Linked DNA regions of Urocitellus parryii: region 1 is linked to region 2. A link is a contact called in public Hi-C data. All regions are on one chromosome and are shown on one strand. Each heading gives the region's core, a stretch centred on a gene start, on an enhancer-like site or on the middle of the called end of the contact. The rest is flanking DNA. Distances are from core to core; before and after follow the strand shown.

Evidence for each region. A called contact is a pair of places that touch in the nucleus more often than the background predicts.
Region 1: a contact with region 2 is called in a Hi-C map of liver, with 6 times the contacts expected there. The contact joins the promoter of Rwdd2b here to the promoter of Mrpl39 in region 2. A contact is called at or near these places in 2 of 2 Hi-C or Micro-C datasets (liver and muscle).

What each region holds. Positions count from the first base shown.
Region 1 is chr2:212,000,813-212,003,811 of mUroPar1.hap1, forward strand. It overlaps Rwdd2b (RWD domain containing 2B), which reads right to left and starts at 1,460. Exons shown (of 7, transcript XM_026396142.2): 1 at 1,381-1,460; 2 at 399-516. It overlaps Usp16 (ubiquitin specific peptidase 16), which reads left to right and starts at 1,543. Exons shown (of 18, transcript XM_026396139.2): 1 at 1,543-1,649; 2 at 2,419-2,607.
Region 2 is chr2:209,113,223-209,116,315 of mUroPar1.hap1, forward strand. Mrpl39 (mitochondrial ribosomal protein L39) reads right to left here and starts at 1,347. Exons shown (of 10, transcript XM_026411784.2): 1 at 1,234-1,347; 2 at 259-465. The coding sequence starts at 1,306.

The DNA of each region.
Region 1 (2,999 bases), core at 210-2,709, 2.9 Mb after region 2:
CTCAACTTCCCGCAAAGGCAACCACTGTTGTGATGTTTTGTCCCAGTCTCCATGGGCAAAAGGTGCTAAGTCAAGGAGAAATAAAGAATGTGCACATGGCTCTGCCATTTTCAATGCTTTTTTCACTCAAATCATTCAATACACTTTCACTCTATAGGTTCTTAGTCAAGAAAAATGACAATCCTTAATGCTAGGCACTGCAATAGACAAAATCAATTCAGAGCAAACAATTCTAGATAAATTCACAGTGAACAATTCTAGATTAATTAATTCTAAGGACTGAAAACACACTTAATCATGGCAGACTTATGACAGACATTCCCTCTGCGTGCTAAGTTCAAGTGTTAGCTCAAAATTCTCAAGCCTTAGGTTTTTAAGTCCAGCAGATGCACACTCACTCAGACAGTGTTGATCAGGTCAGGAACCAAGACAGGCTTCTCCTTAGGTGAAGCTGACCGCCAGTCTAGGAGACGGACTTAAGGAGAAATTGAGGCTCTCACCAGGGTCAAGATGTGGCTGTAGAGTTTGAGAGCAATGAGGAAGATGCAGAAGATCAGCAAAGGATGAGAAGTGTTGGGATGTCAGTGCAAGTCCTCATCAGACTCTCAGTGTAAGGGCATCAGTTTTGGCTGGCTGAATGTCTTGTTATTAGCTCTTTTGAGGCTTTTGACGCCCCCCCCCCTTTCAGTTCTTAACAGCTGCCACTGGATTTCTCAATGACATTTGCTGTGGGATTGAAACAGCTGGTCTGGTGGTCCCCACCCTAATCTTTCCCTCTTATCGGGAACCTTTTCCTCTAAAAGGTGGAGGACAGATTGCCTGAGGCTTCACTCTGAGCCTTATCAGGGTGTCGAGAATTGACTTGTTTGTCACAGGACCTCTCCAGTAGGCATGCCTGGTGAGACTGCAGGTTTCAAACAGGAGTTCTTAAAATGGAGTGGCTTAGGCTCAAGCCCAAGGCCATGCTCATATTCCCCTACCATAATTAGTTTTGTCTGGTCTAGAACTTCAGCTAGTTCAATCATACAGTAGGTAATTTTGTGTATACTTTCAGTATCATAGAGATACATCCATGTTCTTGTGTGTATAGGTAGTTTCTTTTGGTTGTGGTTGTTTAGTAGTTTTCCAGAAACCTCCGAGATGCAAGTGGTGCAGTTGAAACAGAGCTTCTGAGTTTCCTCAGGCTGGAGAATAGAAACTAAACAACTACCTTCATGCCCAGACCTGTGACTCGGCCCAGAAACCCACAACCTGGGCCGTGCAACACGTTGATCCAACGGCATAAATTTCGTGTTTACCGTTCAGAAGGCTCCGAACCACAGACCACCACCAGTTACCCACGCTTTCAGAAAGATTTAATTTACTTCATAGATAACCCACCCAGGAAAAACTTCATCGGCGACAACTCCGCACTGCTGTGCGCCAGCTTCCGGCGTGGATTACACAGAGGCGGGCGTCAATCAGCATCTGCGCGGCCGACCCTGGGCCAAGTGGCTTCCCATAATGCCGCTTCCCGGAAGTTCCGGCTTCCTAAGGGGCACGGTGGATTCGGCTCTGTTGCTCTCTATTCGTCACCGAGAGGAAGACGGAGCCGGCCGCCTAGCCCAAAGGCCCATTAGGGGATGCAGTTATGGGCGCTGTCACCGTGGGTAAGTTCTGCCTCCACTGACTCGCGATCACCACTCTTCTGAGCTCCTGCGCTCGTAGACCATGAATTTTTCCGCCCCAACCGCGTTCTCCCTGGAAGGGCCCCATTTAAGCGTGTTACTCTAACCTTTCCCGTGCTATTCTCATTGGCTTGATGTCCTGGCAGTCCCAGAAGCTGGCCAATGAATTCCAGGTGTTGGCGTCCTTCTCGACCCCGGACCCCAGGATTCCCCGGTGGGTGCGCAGCAGTTGCAAAGGGTGGGATGAGATGGGAAGGAGGCGTGGTGGCCTCTGGGAATGTAGGTGGGCGGCTGGCTAGCTACCGGGAGCGCCCTATGAGTAGGGTGGGTTTGTAGCTGCGTCCTTGTGCTTAGTAAGAATAGGATCTGTCTCCAAACCAGATGCGTACTCCCAGGCAGGACTAGTTTAGGCAGAACTTGAAAGCCACGTTTCAGAAAGATCTGACAGGATTTTCCACACACATTTGTAATGGAAGCGAGTAGGCAGGGGAAGACTGGGAGGGCAGAAGAAGGGAATTGGATCAATATGAGATGTGGTAGAGCTAGTGCTGATTTAAAATCTTCATGTAAAGAGTAAGTTGACTAATTTACTAATTCTTATCCTGAGACTCAACTGAAAACATCTAGTAGCTTTATTGTTGTTTTATAGCTGATGATACAGTACTTATTTTTCATGACTCTTTAGTTGCCTTTATAGTTGTCAAAACTTTACTGGACCTCTTTAGTGACCTCCTGTGTCCTTTACCTGCAGCAATTAGGATTCGCCTTTCAAGTGTTCCTTTGGAGTGTGAGCTGCTGCAACCAGATTTACTAGTGCTGTCTTCACTACTGCAGACTTCTGACTTCTTCGTTCTTCTTCCTTTTCTTCTTCACCAGAACTTGTTCGCTCCATTCTTTTGTACCTACCTTTTGCACATTGTAACCATCCTTTATGCCTCAGGTACTCGTTTTTTCCATTTTAACAAAAAGAAGTATTTCACGAGGAACTGCTGTATACTAGCACTGGTGGTAGATGCTACAGGCAACTCAGAAATAATGCCTAGAACCGTTTTTTCCTACAATTTCTTATTGCTGAGAGAAAAATGACATGTTCAGGTTAAAGATTTAAGAAACAGCCCAAGATAAGTATCAGATAAAGGGACAAGATGAATAATGCACACTAAAATAGTGGGGAAGTTTAGTGGAGAGGTTTATTTAAAGTGTAAGTGTTGACTAAGACTTTATTGAAATGGAAAGCTTGGAGATTTTGGATGGATGGAGAAAACTCAGAAATCAAAGGCACAGAGGTTGGGACAAGGTATTTGGAGTAGAGGCTACTGAAGAGTTGGATTT
Region 2 (3,093 bases), core at 97-2,596:
CAGAAAAAAAAAATTATTATCCTAAACACAGCCAGATTCAAGCAAGCTACAGGACAACTGTGTACTACAGCACCAACCCTGAAATACACATAGCAGCCTCCAGAGCTAAAGGGGCAGTAAACAGACAATAAGGTGCCAGGTAAAGGAGAACTTCGGAGAAGCTGGGAAAGCAATTACAACACGTTGTCTCCTCTGCACCAGTTCTTCAGCAGAGCTCATATAAAATGGTCAGGACTGTATCCTGATTCTGTTACTTACGCATGGCACAACTGTAAGGAGTTGAAATGTTTTTATTCATCACAAAAACTGTGCCGGAATCAGTTTTTCCAACATGTTTAACTTCAATCTTCTCAGTTCGGGGAGTCAGTGATAACTGTCTCTTTTTCTCTTTATTAAAGAGGTCATTCCGCATTTCTGTCAGCTCGGTAGGTGACAGTTGAACTGCAGGTGATGTTGCTATAAATCCTAAGGAGAAATTAAACATGAAGACTTTAAAAAAATTGGGTAACTTACTGCTAATACCCAACCCCACTCCATTCCTGCATCACCATCCTCCTATAATACAGAGGCAAGAGAACTTTGAAAGCCATTCGCCAAAACCGCTCCCAGAAGTAAACTTAAACCACTTTCTAATATTAAAAATTAAAACTGAAGGAGACAAAAACGCAGCTAGCCTAGAGCTGCACCTCTACTTCAACTCTGTTCTTTCACATCAGATCCCTGTTTCCCACCAACTTCCTCTATAGTATTCCAATTGCGCTTCACAATATAGAGCAAAACCCAAGCACCACCACTCGTTGGGAGAGTGAGTCAAGTTGCCCAAGACCTGGAAGGGCCTGGGGAGGACAAGAAGGCTCAGGAGACTGCAAGTCCCATACCCAAACCATCAACAGTCTAGGGCAAGAAATGCTGCATTTATCTTCCAAATCCTAAATCAGGGATTTGGCACGAGAGGTACAGGGAGATAACAGCACGTTTAGAGCAGATGCTGGCTCCTTCCTGAAGGCATCTGAAGCATCAGTGGCTCCACCTTTGGCTGGGTCCCAGCTCCTCCCGGACCCCTCGTGTCCCCAGATTTGTCCTCCCAGGCTGGGGCGAGGGCGGGGGGGGGGGGGCAGAAGACCTTCCTCCTTCCTCAGCTCTTCCGACCTCCTGCCACCCACTTCAGGCCCCATCTGGGCAGACACCTCTCTCAACGCTTTGCTCCCCTTCCCCACGGCCTTGGAAACTCACTCCAACCAGTCCGGCCGCCTGAGGCGGCTCTCCAAAGCCGTAGTCCCCGGACGGTAGCAGCCATCGCTTCCATAGCGGGTACGCCAACCGCGGCGCGCAGGTCCGCCTCCAGCCTCCTCCCCCGGAAACTGAGAATGCGCGCTGAGGTTCCGTCAGACAGTTCGGTTCCGGGGCCGGCGCTCTGGCGGCGCACCGCCACGTGGGGGCGCATTCGCGCCTCACCAGAATTAGTCACCCGAGGCCAGACGGTCGGCAGGGGCGTTCCAGCGGCGTGGCCTGAGTCGAGGTGCTCCGCCCACAGGCTGTGGGTCCGCCGCGTCCTGGGATCTGCGGGGAACTGGTGTCACCTTCAGGGGGTCAGTGTCCCGAGCGCCCTTTTGCATTGTGAGCGTTCGGGCTGCACTGCCTGGGCGAAACCCGGGCGTCCCGCAAGGACTTTCTAGGGAGGAAAATTGAGGAAAGGCTGATCCTGTGGACTCCAGGTCCGCGGTCACCGCGCTGGGCACGGAGACGCCGCCGTCCGGCCCGAGGCTGGACTCGGTTTTGCAGGGGTGGCTCCTTTTGACCAGCCCTGTTGCTGTGGGCTTGGAAACCCGGCCTGTAGACTCTGGAGAAAACTCTGGAATCTGCAGAGCTCTTTTCAAACGGCCTGGACTCGTTTATGCGACGCCGACCGAGGGCGTAGTAAATAAAGGCACCCCAGGGCGGAGTTTTCGCCTCCTGTCCCCTGGTGTCTCCCAAGAAACCCAGACAGAGCCTGGCGCTCGGTGCATTTGTCCAATGGATGAATTAAGGCCCTGGGAAACCTCCGGGGCAGTGTCCACGTCCTTCGGCTGCCTGAAGCAAGCCTCCTGTATGTAAAGTCTGGAAATGCTTTCATTCAAAGGTGTTCAAAGCCTCTCCGGTTGATAAATTCAGCCCGCGACCCCCCAAGCCCTTCGCCCTTGACTGGCACCTGGTGGAAGTGCCGGCTGAGTCGCCTCCTCCTGGCCACTCCAGCTGTCCCGTCTCCTTCCTCCAAATTTTACACTGTCCACAACTGCGTGGGGGAAAGTGCGTCTTCACTTTTAAAATGAAAAACATGGAAGTGAGTGACTTGAGCAAGGCTACATTTTACCAGACTCTCTCTCTCTCTTAAGATCATAATTAGGTTGGCAAAGTGTCCATATATACACATAGAGGGGTGTTCTTCTCTAGTTACATACAGTGATTCCATTTCAAGCCTGTTTGTTTGTTTTACTTTATTTATGTATTTATTTACTTGGTACCAGGGATTGAACCCAGAGGCCCTTGAACTACTGAGCCACAATCCCAGCCCGTCTTAGTTTTTATTTTGAGACAAGGTCCTGTTCAGTTGCTTAGGGCCTCGCTAAGTTGCTGAAGCTGGCTTTGAACTCGCCATCCTCCTGCCTCAGCCTTCCCAGCTGCTGGTATTAAATGTATGCACCACGGTTTCCAACTCCTTTCAAGTTTTTGTTTCACCAGCCTTTTAGAGACTCTACCCATTTAATGCCACCTAACAACAGTATTATTGCTCTTAGAACATTTTAGAGCAACATTTAAACTAAGCCTTTGAACATAAATTTTAGCAAGTTTAATCATAAACGCATTTGAAGACAGGTAACTGGAGCTCTTACTATTACAGGTATTAACCTGGTTGGAAGGATGTCACTAGTGATAATGGCCAACAAATATTGACCATGTGCCTATCATAGGGCTACATTTATTAATTTTCACGACTGCCCTGAACAACAACCACAATCATTCTCATTTTCCAGGAGAAGAATTCAGATTTGGAGAGTCTAAGAGATGTTCACAAGGCAGATCTTTGGCTAAGAACTCCCTTAAAATAGTTTTTTT